Linked DNA regions of Drosophila melanogaster: region 2 is linked to region 1. The links are chromatin contacts, called in public Hi-C maps. All regions are on one chromosome and are shown on one strand. Each heading gives the region's core, a stretch centred on a gene start, on an enhancer-like site or on the middle of the called end of the contact. The rest is flanking DNA. Distances are from core to core; before and after follow the strand shown.

What was found. Hi-C and Micro-C count contacts between places; a contact is called where the count stands out from the background.
Region 2: a Hi-C map of the OSC cell line shows a contact between it and region 1, with 4 times the contacts expected there. The contact joins the promoter of Sf3a2 here to the promoter of Vps13D in region 1. A contact is called at or near these places in 22 of 107 Hi-C or Micro-C datasets (the Clone 8 cell line, the D17-c3 cell line, the Kc167 cell line and 9 more) and 2 of 6 datasets of contacts at active chromatin or transcription factors (both in the Kc167 cell line).

Annotation. Positions count from the first base shown.
Region 1 is chr3L:12,752,585-12,759,612 of dm6, forward strand. It overlaps Vps13D (Vacuolar protein sorting 13D), which reads left to right and starts at 2,465. Exons shown (of 19, transcript NM_168512.4): 1 at 2,465-2,658; 2 at 2,720-3,510; 3 at 3,821-4,870; 4 at 4,928-5,838; 5 at 6,050-6,180; 6 at 6,318-6,458; 7 at 6,517-7,028. The coding sequence starts at 2,562. It overlaps CG10973, which reads right to left and starts at 2,190. Exons shown (of 5, transcript NM_001038913.2): 1 at 2,093-2,190; 2 at 1,958-2,035; 3 at 1,092-1,632; 4 at 821-1,029; 5 at 655-760. The coding sequence starts at 2,134. The coding sequence ends at 710. CG10984 reads left to right here. Exons shown (of 4, transcript NM_168511.1): 3 at 1-338; 4 at 400-818. The coding sequence ends at 573.
Region 2 is chr3L:12,811,851-12,818,410 of dm6, forward strand. It overlaps Sf3a2 (Splicing factor 3a subunit 2), which reads right to left and starts at 2,169. Exons shown (of 1, transcript NM_140346.2): 1 at 1,178-2,169. The coding sequence starts at 2,057. The coding sequence ends at 1,263. Sap130 (Sin3A-associated protein 130) reads left to right here. Exons shown (of 11, transcript NM_168518.3): 7 at 1-36; 8 at 100-370; 9 at 430-600; 10 at 659-766; 11 at 830-1,186. The coding sequence ends at 979. CG42588 reads left to right here and starts at 2,404. Exons shown (of 10, transcript NM_140347.4): 1 at 2,404-3,030; 2 at 4,349-6,560. The coding sequence starts at 2,682.

The sequences.
Region 1 (7,028 bases), core at 1,215-3,714:
TTCCGGATATTCCACGCACTGTTCCGCAGGCCATGGAGAGGATCTATCAGGATCAGGAGAAGGCCAGGCGAGATCTGATCGAAGCGCACACCGTGGAGCGGGAGAAACTATGCATGAACGTTGAGCAGGAGATAATACGCGTTCACTCGAAGGCGGCCAGGAGCATATCTGGACAGCCGGCGCCCTATTCCGTTTGCACGTATTTGAAGGACGACGAGGTCTACAACATGATCACACCGGAGCAGGATGAAAAGGAAAAGAGTGCTCGTTGCCGCTTTAATGGACGTTTGCTCCTCAGCTGGCTGCAAGATGTTGATGACAAGTGGGAGAAAATTAAGGTATGCTGACCCTAAACAAAATATTTTTCGTTGTAAATCTTAATTGTTGTTACCTTTGAAGGAGTCCATGGTGTTGCGGCATCATAACGAGGCGGAAAGTCTGCACGCCGTGCAGGTGATGGATTGGAATATATTTGCAAAACGAAATAGGCTATGTGACAACCCGATTGAAGTTAATTTGGAGCACGTTCCGATCGTTTCAGTTGGTGACGACTTTGACACATTGCCAACATAACTGACGCATTGAAATTAATAAATTTTTACAAGATTATAAACACAGGAATGTGTTTCTTCGAAAGATTTGTGAACTAGAGATACTTTCAAAGCCCATTTTATTTAACTTAACATTTACGTGAAAAATCGATTTGTTTTTAATGTGCACTTAAGTTGTCAAAAATATTTCTTGCATAATTAACCATGTCCTGTAAATAAAGTAGGTATGAAATTTGATACATAACAATAGATATATAAAATAATCTTACTTCACACGTTTCCGACTGTTTGTTTTTGGAAATAATTTGTTGAAGCTTCGATAGGATTTCCTCTCGTTTTTCCGTAGAGAGTTTTAACTCCGATTCCCGCGAAAGAGATGAAAGTGCAAAAAGCGTAGTTTCTTGTTTGATATCAAAGTCATCAACGGGCTTAAGGTTTTCCACTAGCACAGGAAACACTTCTTCCTTCACAAAATCATCTGATGGGAATACAAATAATTAGGATTTCAAACACTGGGTTATAATTACTACTTCAATTTACCTCTGACAGACTTCTCGATTGAAGTTAACGATGCAATTAGAAAAGCAGTCTTCACGTAGACATTTGTATTTGTGGATTTCAGACAGGGTATCAAGGACCTGATCCCCTTTATGCGCTTAAACTCGTCGTATCCAGGCTGAAAGTTCCTTATCAGCGATGATATCGCATACAAGGAGCACCGCACGGTATTCGGATTCGAATGGCTCAAGTTCTTTGCAAGTGCAGGCAAAAACTTATCGTTTATGAGGGCGTTCTGACAAAATACATTATTCTGGGCCACTTCAGCGACAGTATTGAGTGCCGATTCTCGCACTTCGCTATCCGAATGTGTTATGTAGCGGAGTAGAGTTGCAGTTCCTCCTAGCTTCACCAGCGTTATGGCATTGTCGATGTCATCGATGTGGCTCCTTATGACATCCAGACTCTCGATTTGGTCGTCCGTGCTGGATTCTTCGCTGTTCAAGATCACCAAAGCTGCTTTCAGGGCCGCTGCAGCATCCACTGTCATGGCATTTAGGGCATTTGCCAAAAACTGAGCTCTCTGAAAAATAAAATATTTTATATATTGTAGCTCCAAGTAACTAGTCAATAACTAATGTTATACTTTGTTATATCAAAAAGAGCTTTCATACTACTGTACAAAGTGCCAGAAAAGTAATTTCCAAACAAATTTGGCTTTCAATAGAAGTTCCATTTGGAGGAGCACATGGCCAAATACATAGGTTCTAGATGATTCGATTGACTCACTGCTTAGGACACACTTGTGAATTATTCAGAAAGTATAACTACTTGAGGTGTTTTAAAGCCTAACACAATAACTATTCTAAATATTTGTAAAATTCTCTCAATTTGAGCTGTTTACATACCTCAGGATCGGGAGTTTCCAACTTTGGGGCTGCTTCTGGATTTGGATCGTGGTGTTGCACCGTATATTTCAGAACATTCTAAGAAAAATATACATTTTATTGAAGTTCACTAGATACTCTACCCAAATTACTTGCCTGCAAGCTTAGGGCTCCTCTTGGCACGTTTGGATCGGTCATTTTGGGAAATAGACTCTGTAGCAATCACAATAAAATTTTTGTTTTTAACAATAATTAGTGATGGAATTTCAAGAATATCGCACAAGACCGATATCCGATACCAATCTGATTGATAGCTACATCGGCAAAACATCATTTACATATATTTCAAACTTAAGCAACACCCGAAATTAGGACTGATATATATTATCTTATTAACTACTTCCCATTTAAATTATTTATGAAATAAATAAACCAAAGAAACCACTTGTTTATTCAACTACAATCCAATCCCACAACCTGTTCCGATTCCACTTGTTCCATTTGTGACTCGGCAATATTTATGCGGTGTAGATAGTCCCCAATCATATGTTTATAGTTGTGGTTTTAGGGCATGAATTAAAAACAAATATTTAATAGGATTAGCGTCAGTGGTTAATAAACAAGCATGTTGCGAGACCTCATAACGTGGGTGCTGAACACGTATCTGGGAAAGTATCTGGAGAACTTGAATTCCGCCCAATTGTCGGTGGCACTGCTCTCGGGTACTGTGATATAATTGTTTATCTTTATTCCGCATCGCATAAACAATATATTTTCCCGCAGGCGAAGTTGAGCTCGAGAACATACCCATACGCAAAGATGCCCTCCGCTCGTTCAATTTGCCGGTCGAAGTCACCGCCGGCAGTATCCGTAAAATCAAACTCCAGATTCCGGTCCGCCAGTTCAGGACATCGCCATGGTGCATCTCCATCGAGGGCCTGTTCTGCATCATCTGTCCGAAGAACCTGGACAACTGGGACTACGAGAAGGAGAAGTTGCAGGATTTGGAGTATAAGCTGGCCGTGCTGGACACCGCAGAAGCAGGCTGGCGTTCCGAAAAGGGCAAACAAATGGAGTCTTACTACTTCTCATCCTACAATAACTGGCTGAAGTATGGCACCAACATGGCCACCAACATCATTGACAACATTGAACTCAAGATATCCGATGTGCACTTTCGGTTCGAGGACATCGTGGACACCGGCAAGAGCAAGATATGCACGGGCATCAAGATTGGATCTCTGACCGCCCAGAGCTGCGACTGTGATTGGACCAATGGGTCCTACAAAATGAACAACAACGAAATGAACTACAAGCTGGTGGAGCTCAAAGAGCTCTCGGTCTACTGGGATTTGTTGCACGAGGACATCAAATGTCAGTCGTACTCTAACCAGGAGATTCTCGAAAAAATGCACTCCACCTGCGAACTGAGGTCCCACAATTTCATCATCAAGCCCATTTGTGCAACGGCCAGGTGGAAGCGCGATAAATGCCAGCAGGTGATACGTACCAAAGACAAACCCAGGGTTTCCTGTGAACTCCTGGTTCCCGAGGTGGTCATAGACATATCTAAGGTAACTAAGCCCAACTTGAAGCCACAAATAACACTTAAATGAGACGTAATTTACTGAGGTCCAAAGTTCATCAGAATTAGGTACATATTTCGATTGCTTTTTAAGCGATTATCAAACAATACATTTTATTCGTGAATGAATAATATTGGTTCAATATCAATCACCAACAAATTTGCTTATTTCTATCTAACCAAGCCCCAAAATGAACTTGTACCCCAATAAACACAGTTGTACTTCCCATGACGCAGTTGTTATCACCATATTTGATATGCTTATTATTTGTTTTAATAAATTATTTTAATATTTCCAGGTCCAGCGACTGCAAATGTTAGATAAGCTGTCAGAAATCCGTCAGGTTAAGGAAGTTCGACAATACAGGCTAAAGCGACCCACATGCACCGTAGAAAGTAATCCAATCGCATGGTGGAAATACGCCACCATATGCCATGGATTTGACTTTAAGAAAAATGAGGAAAAGTGGTTAATGCTCAAGGAAAATCTTCGTTACATGCTGCTCTACAAATCAATTATATTAAATCCCAACGAAAATCTATCCGCTGCAGATAAGGAGTTTAAAGCCTACATCGAGAGCGATAGAAAGATATCGGATTTAACCATAATGAGAAGGATATGCTTTGAAAAAGTGTTTACGAAAGGTTTCGCCTTTGAATCACAGAACGAGCAGGGCAAGAATATGCTCTTTCATTGGTTTCCAAACTGGATGGGTTGGTATGCGAACAGTCCCAGTACCCCAAATAATGAACAGGATGAATCGCTGAAACATTTGGAAGATGATATTCTCGTTGCGTTGGAGAACTCACTTCAGAACTCTTCCGACTTAAAAAGCGATGCTGTCTTCGGACACTTTTCAATCAAGCTTCTCAAAGGACTGGTAATCCTGCAGACCGAAGATAAATTAAATGATGGCAGGAACAAGTCTATGGAAATGCAATTCAACAACTTCTCCGCCTACCTCCAGTTGAGCCCACAGTTAACTTCTTACACTGTGGGCATATCCTTACAAGAAGTATACCTAATAGACAAAACCAGTAGTGATACGATGCACAATTACTTAATTAAGCCACAAACAGGGAATACAGCCACACCAAATCAACTAGTAAAGAATGCTGCTCTCCAGGAGGATATCCTGTTTCAATTACAATACGAAAATTGCAATCATTTACGCTTTCAGCTGAACATTAAATCAAAAGGTCTAGATCTTATCTATAATGAGGATGCGATCCAGTGGCTTTTAGATTTTCTGGCCGATTCGAATTCCTTTAAATACTCACCGCGCAATAGAGTCGCGAAGAAAACTGACTTTATGAAGAACTGGAATGAAATGTTTAGTGGAAATGAGGTGAGTCAATCATTTAAAACTTTCATAACAAACGCTAACACTCTTGTTATTCCTTAGGTAAATCGAAAAATTTGGATGTTCGAAATTGAAATTTTCGCGCCACGCATAATATTTTTGGAAAACTACAAAGTTAGCAATTCGTTGATGGTTTTGCTCGATTTCGGAAAACTCGAAATGAGGAAAATGGAGGTTAAGAGAGTTATACCTGTGATAGAGTCGGCTGTTACTGAAAACACAAGCGATGACGATGAAACCTATTTGACTCCATGTTCAACTCCGCCTGCATCGGAAAAAAGTGGTTCGGAATCTCCGACGCTGCTTGAAAATCCAAAAACGGAAAGCTTTCTGAACAAAAACGTTCAACTAGAGTACGTTTTGCACAATAAGATTTACGATAAATATTTGATCAACTTTACAAACCTTCAAGTTCTGGTTTGTAAATACGAAGAACGATGGCAAGCGTGCTTGAAAACATCGTCGAATTTCCATCTGATTGATAAATTTAATATAAACCTCACACTCGAGCAAAGGAATATCTTCACCGTCGATCCGGAGTATCCCTCGTTTATGCTCTTCGGCACCTGCCCAACAATATTAATACACGGCAACGAGGAACTCATAAACAATTGTTGCAACATTATGAAACCCATTATAAAGGCTTCAAAGGAAATGGAAAACATTTACAGAGGCGGTAACACGATTTACGCAAGCGAGAGAATCAAAAACCTTGCGGAAGACGATAGGAGCCGAGTTGTCATAGAGTTTGTAATGGATCAACTGGTGATCGAGATGCAATCGACAGAAAGGAGCATTGCCGAGCTTCAAATTATTGGGGCACGAGCTGGCTTAACAAAAGAACCGCATGAGACGAATATTTCCATGTCGGTTCACGGATTACTCCTCGTAGATGCCATTCAGTCTTTCGGTCCCGATTTTGAACTTTTGGTGGCTAGTCATCGTCATGTTGGGTATGTGTACATCCTTGAAAATACATGCGAAATGCTTGATAGAATGCTTTTATTTTTGCCACTTAACTTGATAAAGATCTTTATTTACTTTTTTTTTTAAGAAACAATTATGAAAATTGAATATTTTTTGTCTGTATGCATGTGTTGTTTGTGCCTTGCACATTTAAGTGTTAAATTTTTAATGGTTTCGAAACATTTATGCATTTTATAGAATGGATAGTTTATCTGGCAGCCTTAAACATAGCGCAATTGTTTCGCCCACTTCGCCTGGATCGCCAAATTTTTTTGATAGGGCTACTAGTCCGCACATGATCACAAAAGCAGTTCAAAATATTAAAATGGGTATGTACTATGTGAGGAGAGGAAACGTTTTTTATTTCTATTGCGCGCTAACTGCATACTAACAATCCCAGTTTGCAATTTATTAGCCATGCTTTAAGGTAATTTCTAATAATATATTTCATTATGTACATTTTTAGGAGATAGATCCACAGAATTCTGCGACGATGAGGACTCCACAGCGCTCATCTCGGTTGACATTAAAATTGTTCCGCCCAACGAAAGCAATTCAATGCAACTTCACACTACGAGCATCACATTCAACAGTTTGGACATAATTGGTATGTATAAAGCCCAATAAAAAAAGAAATATAACTATTATAAAACTATTTATTTCAGCCAATCAGGATACTATTATTGAAATTCTAAACTTTGCTAAGAGGACGCTTTTAGCGCAAAATATCTTTCCAAGCGAAAGCCCTGAATCGCCAAAGGAAGCAACTGAAGCACCAGTTGATGTGGTTGACCAAGTCGATCATAAGAGTCATAATGAAATATTCTTTGATTTCTTCCGACTAAATATTCTGCTATTGTACACCATCAAGAGGGACAAATTTAATGTGGGTCGAAAAGTTGGAACTGTTACGCTGACGGAAGCTAAAATCAATGCATCCTTTCAATCGGACCTATCTATTATTGGTTCCCTTGGTGGAATACAAGTTATAGACATCACTTCCGAAGCCTTTTGCCATCCAAGAATACTTTCTGTTGGCCGAGATCAAATTTTGAGAGCTTCGGACACAAATAAGCAAACCGTTCTTAGTCAGCTTTCAAATGAAATATACTCAAATAATTACAACGAAGAAACGAAGAGCGACGAAAGTGATGCTATAAGTTTTCAAAGTCACTGG
Region 2 (6,560 bases), core at 919-3,418, 59 kb after region 1:
TGACTGCTCCTCTAGGAAAAAGCCGCGACGATCGACGTGAGTTATTTGAGTGGTTGTATCAAATGATGCATGTTGATAATCTGATAATGTATTTGCCAGCAATGACAGCCAGCACTCTACGCAGAGTCAAGCATCCTTATCGCTGCCACCTCCAAGTTCGGAGCCAACGCCGCCGGCTGGCGCTTCGTACATGCAGAAGCACAACAATGGAGGACTACTGGTGACAGCAGCGACCCCGGGTGTTGCTCCCAACAGTGCGCCAGGCGATGCCAACCACCGGAACAGTACACCTGCTGTGGCGGGCAACAAGGAGAACGCAAATCCCGTCGACTTTGTGATTCGTCGTCCGCGCAATTGTGCTTTGCTCAATGTAAGTTGAAGGTTCAGTTCATTTTGTGGTAGTTAACAAATGATTCCGTTGATCTACAGACGTATAAGCCCACACATAAGTTGGCCAACAATCATTTTCATCGGTACACTGATGTTAAGCCAAGGGAGGAGCGGCGGGCCACAGTCATTGATCTGGCCAATCAGCCAAATGTGCAGGGCAAAATCAATGGATGGAAAATTTATCATTTACGCTCGCAAATGGAGGACTTGGTAAGCAATGGGCACGAAAGTATTGGTAGGCTACTTTGACTGAACTGATTTCTTACAGAATGAATCGGAAGTCTTTAGTCTGGGCAGGCTGGAGACCATGCTGCAGGATCTCGAAAAGGACAAGGAGAAGCACAGCGAAATTGAGCGAGTCACTGAACTGCTAAAGGTGCGCTCTTATACTTATATCCATTATGCTTGAATCTCAACATAAAACCAATTTACTTTGCAGGGAAACATTCAACGCAGCAAGATTATTACCGATGGCATCAACGAGGCACAGAATCAGTTAATGAAGATCTTCGAGCATAAGCCACACGTTTCTAATATAATCACCCGCTGCGCTTCGAAAAGGAATTTCAAGAAGCGCGAAAAGATCTAAAAGTAATTGACGAACGGAGATGGCCAGCCAAGTGTGTATTAATAAGTTGTACATTACCTAATTTAAGCAGAAATTATAGAATCCAAGATAATTACCTTAAACGCGATCGATTTGTAAGTCGTACAGCTACAAAGAAAACCAGCAATATTTTTTCAATTTATTAAGCTAGAAACACAAATACAAAAACCCTCGAGTTGTATTAAGTAGAAAATTGTTTATTATTTGAATATTTCTGTGGTAATCGGCTTGCGTTTGGAGAAATCCCGTAAACATTGTCGATGAATTAGTTGTTTGAAAGCATGGGTGGCGGTGGATGAACGCCATTGAACATGGGATGCATAGCAGGACGTGGCGGTCCCGGCATGGGGAATCCGCCTGGGGGGCCTAGTGCCCTATGTAGATTCGGCGGCGGTGGCGGCAGGATCTTAGGTTCGAACTTGAAGGCGAACTGAAGGAAGAACTGCTTGGTGTCACGGTTCCAGTGCGTCCAGAACTTGCCCTCACTCTTCTCCACTTCGCGGGACGGCACCTTGAACCCTATGGTCTCGTACGGCTCGGCGGCAAAGAGAAGGTACTGCCACTTGCGGTCTGGCGGCTCGATCTTTTGCTCGTAGGCGGACATGAAGCGGTGACGCGGAACAATGGACTCCGTGATTTCCGGGTAGTCCACCTGAAAGAGCAACGACTGCTGGCCGTTGCTGAGTTCACGCTGCTTGGTCACCCGGTAGCCGGGTCGTCCAATCTTGACGAACTTCTTCGGTTCCACGCGGGGCTTCTCGGGCGCCAGCAGCGAAGAGGGTGCCTCCTTTGCCTCCTTGGCGGCTCTTCTTGCCAGATTATCCTGATGCTTCTTGCCCTGCGTGTGGGCCAAATAGCTGCCCTCGTTGTTGTGCAGCGTCAGGCAGAGTTTGCACTCGTAGGAGCCCAGATGGTTCTTCATGAAGTACGGATCCTTGTTCAGATCGATTGTCTCCAGGGCCAGTTGACGCAGTCGCTCCTTGCGGTCGCGGTTCGTCTCCGACCAGGAGGCTACGCCTCCGCTGCCGGTCTTGCCGCCGGCGCGGTTTTGGAAGTCCATTTTGTAAACTTTATTTTAGTTTTCAACCGCACGAAGGAAAAACGTTTTGCGTTGGTAAAATTTCATGAAAATTTGTTGTACAGAACAGGGTTGTCAAGAAACGCCAATTCGGTTAGGGGTGGTAGTTTATCAGAGTCAATCGATAGTTCGTGTGCAGGATTAAAGTATTAAATAAATAATAGAATGTTTCATAAATCCATTAAAATTCTTAATGATAGTCAAATTTTTGCAAACTGTAATATACATAAAATAACTTATATATTCCTTTTGCGATGTTTTTTTAAAGAATTACATATAATATTTTGGTATATTTTCGTTCCGAAGCTTTGAGAATATTTTACTTTTTCAAAGCGGTCACACTATTAATTCGAGCTGCACATGCTTGATCTTTTTTAGAATTTAAAAAGTGAAAAATGTCTAGACAGCGATCTAAACTAAAGTAAACTAGTGTTGGTGACAAGTACTAGGCCTCGAAAAGCGTGTTTTATTTAAATGTCACTGCGTGGATTACGTCGGACTTGAGAAAAATCGAAGCAACGAGTGTTTAAGAATTTCGATTTCTGTCGTCATTTTCGTGGAATAAACAGTGCCAGTGTCTTATGCGATTTTTAAAGTAACCGCGAAATGGACAACTCCAGCAAACAGGTCATCATGGGTCCACCGGCGCCAATGACCACCACTTCTAATCAACCGAAGCCCGGTAATCCCACCAGCGCCCCTCCTCCACACGCCACCAAAACTGCTGCAGCTCCGCCCAAGCGAATAATTAAGAAGATTCAGCTGGATTTCAACAAGCTCAAGGAGGCTGGACTCGATAGGCAGCTGGCCGAGGTGCTTAGGAAGCAGAAGCTGGATGCCAAGAGGGTGGACGCCCCATCGTCCACCAGTCTTTCCACCTCTGCCGCAGCGCAGTCGACGCCAACTGCGCCAGAGAGCAAATTGCAGTCGCCACAACAACAATTGCGTCAGCCTGGTAATGCATACTTGTATATATATATATTTGCTTTAAGCTGTGCATCGCCCAAAAAACCGTTACAAACCCAGGGGTTTTGTACCAAGTGATACGAAAATCGTCTAAATGCTTCTACGAGTTTTGGGCACAGTACCGAAAACCAAAACGATGGTGCAACTGATTGAGACGCCGACAGATTGTCAAAGAGTTAGTTTTTGTATTAATTGTTCTGAGTTCGTCTCGCAGTGAGTGCGGCGCCTTCACTTTCTTTTCGTGTATCTCGATATATTTTATTTTTTACGTATTTCGAATGGCAACCTAAAATAATTTTTTTTAGTTTAAAAAAGTCTATTTTTGTTAAAAATTCAGGTCTATAGGTTAGAAATATTAGGATGGCTAACCATCTGTATCTGTATCTGAACATCTACAATATGTTCACTTGTCAAACAGGACGTTATTATTTCCAAAACATACTGCCAATAAAATTTATATTGAATAACATAATTTGGTATTTAATTATTTAAAACGATCGATATTTTAATAAGCCAAGAGAATCACATGTTTTACAAGGATATTTTATGTATATTTTAATATTCTTTTAATAAATAAATTTAAAAAACCAAAAAAAAATTAATTCGGGACATTTAGATTAGTTGGTACTTTTCTTTGAAATGAGATGAAATATACTGCTAATACTAGAACACTTCAATATTTTTGTCGTTGTTGTTAAATGTAACACAAAAAGTTTTTAACGAAAACTTTTTTTTAAATTTTAACAATTGAATAATGAGTTTAATCAATAATCATTTAATTTTTGTTGTTGTGTGATAGAGTACTAACTACGTAAAGCCATAAATTATGAAAATTTAATTGGTCAAAAGCAAATAAAATTTTACACTTAATTGTAAAATAGGGATAATGAGCTTAATTCATAAATATGATACCCTTGAAAGGGTAAATATTTTTTTTGACTACTCGTCTGGCAAACTAGATTCAAGACCCACTCGTGCCACAACAATTCGTACTCTTTCGGTGGTTCAATCGTCAAGTGCGCGCTCAAAATGAGGTTAGGGACGAAGCGTCGATGCGAGGCAACATAATTCCCTTTTTGGCCCGGGTTCAAATCCCATTGCGGTCAAACTGCCGTTTGTGTGTGCGATTGTTTTTGCTAATACATGCTCTATATGGTTTTATTTAATGTTTGCTTTAACAATGAATTGCATCTTTTATGTATAAGATGGCTTATTTCGCTTTAAAACTGTGCTCCTTTAACTTTGCTCCTAAGTTCTTCTGCTTATAGTTTCCTTTATTAATTATGTTTCACTTTTATAATTTTTAGCACCTCAGCCTCTAGTAAAGCGTTTTATGATCTCGGAACACATCGAGAAGATAGTGCCCATCCAGCCGACTCCAAATCCAACGGATGGTGACCGTTCCAAACAAGTGAAGGCGCTATTAAAGAACAGAATACTAAACAAGAGCTTAATCACGAACACGCAGGCTCAGCAGAAGCCCACAACTTCCAAAGCAGCGCCTAAGATGCCACCACCTGTTTGCCACGAAACAGCTCCTCGCAGTGGCGGGATTTCCCCAGCTCCGGCAGCCTCTTCCATGTCCATTGCCAAGGCGGACTTGACTGTCCGACAAAAGCAGCCGCCACTTTTGCTCAATTTGGTAAATCAGCTGCCCAAACATCGAGCCATGTGCGTATCGAGTGACAGTCCCTTAGTGAACCCGCACGGGACAGTGCATCAAGTTTCCCCAAGTCCACAGAGGATTCCAGTACAGCAAACTACGAATGTTTTTAGCCAACCATATCCACCTCCAGAGGTTCCTATAGCTCGAGCAGCTCCTACGGTTCCCACACAACTTCATAGGAGTCCAACACCGCCGCTAATTGTGCTGGAGCATAAGGTGTTGGCACCCAACGAGAAAATCGATTTGAGTGGGCTTCGGCTGCCCAATGCTCCGGTGGAAGCTACAAATTCTCCGGATAGCGCTGCAACACCAAATATCCAATCTAAAGTGATCAAGGGCAAGGTTATTATGAACGCCAATAAGTTTAAGGTTTCACGGGAAAAACTGGCCGAGATGGCCAAAGAGATTCGTAATCAGGCGGATCAGGTGAAACAACCTCAAGCTATGAAAACACTTAATTCAAAGGATGTTATTTCCACAATGGATACTCATTTCACTATTAACACAATACTTCAACCAAAACGAACGTCGCCCTTTTCATCACCAACTCTGAAAGGAAATATTGCTCCTTTGTATAATCCAAAGCCAAATAAAGCAACAGACTTTTCAGCTGGCTCAAGTATTCGTTCAAATCCATTACCTGTAGAATCAACAAAACAAACAATTATTGAATCGAATGAGTCTACTGAAGACAAGGCAATAGACTTTCCCACATCAGTGCCTACAACACCTGGAAATCGTTATTCGTCTGAACCAAATCAGGCCACTTCTAATTCCGTGGAACTAGAATTAGTTTCCAATTTAGAAACGGAAGGAGTTATGGCAGTTGCTAACCCAATTGATTTTCCTGTATATATTCCCTCAACTCCTGATCCGACTACCGAGTCAAGCCCTCTTAAGTCCTTTAATGAACCAATCAATTATCCAGAGGTGAATGCACTTGGATCAAGTACTCCTGTATATATTCCTATAACTTCGGAAAGAGGGCATTTAACTGCTGAGGTTACCACAGAATCGAACCTGGTTGATTTGCCTGAACCAGAAAACATACCTAAAGATATGAACGCCGACTTGGTTCAATCTGTTCCTTTAATATCCAAATTGAATAGGGAACCGAACACAGAAATAGGTGATATGCATTCTCAAGCGGACACATCAGCAGTGAGTCAAGAACAATCGAGTTCTTCTGCGGCCACATCACCAGAGCATAAAATCCAATCCGCTGTAGATTTCATAGCTCAATTGACCGCTGAAAATCCGCTCGATGAAAGCAGCTTTATGGATCTTTCACCGGAAGAGCAAAGATTGAGTGCTCTATTTGGATTTGGAGGATGTTCGTTTGCTAGTTCATCGGTTACGCAACCCGAGGAGGAGGAGCTACCCATCGGAAAGATTGTTAAAATGGACGATATGAATATATTGCATGCTACTTTGGATATAAGCAGCGACAGTACAAATGTACTGAGGATTAGCCCGAACGCAGTAAAAATGCAAAGCAGTGTAACATCATTGAGTACACCATTGGTGGACTTACAAGTGGGAGACTCAGCTCTGGAGGACACTAATATACACAATAACTTCCCAAACCCAGTAGATAATACCACTGCAAGCGAATTGCAAAATGTGAAATCTTCGGTAACCGAGACCTCAATTCAAGAGGCCAACGATGAAACAACTGTTATCACAACTTTGCCAAAAAAATGTGACGAAAAATCACAAGTGCCTTTGGAAGAGGTCAAGACAGCGTCAGATCCAGAGCCCTTAAAGGAGGTCAATCCTCCTGTGAAAAGGGCACCTATCAGATCCAAAAAAGCTAAAATTAATCTAGTGCAACGCACCAAAAGACCAAGCAT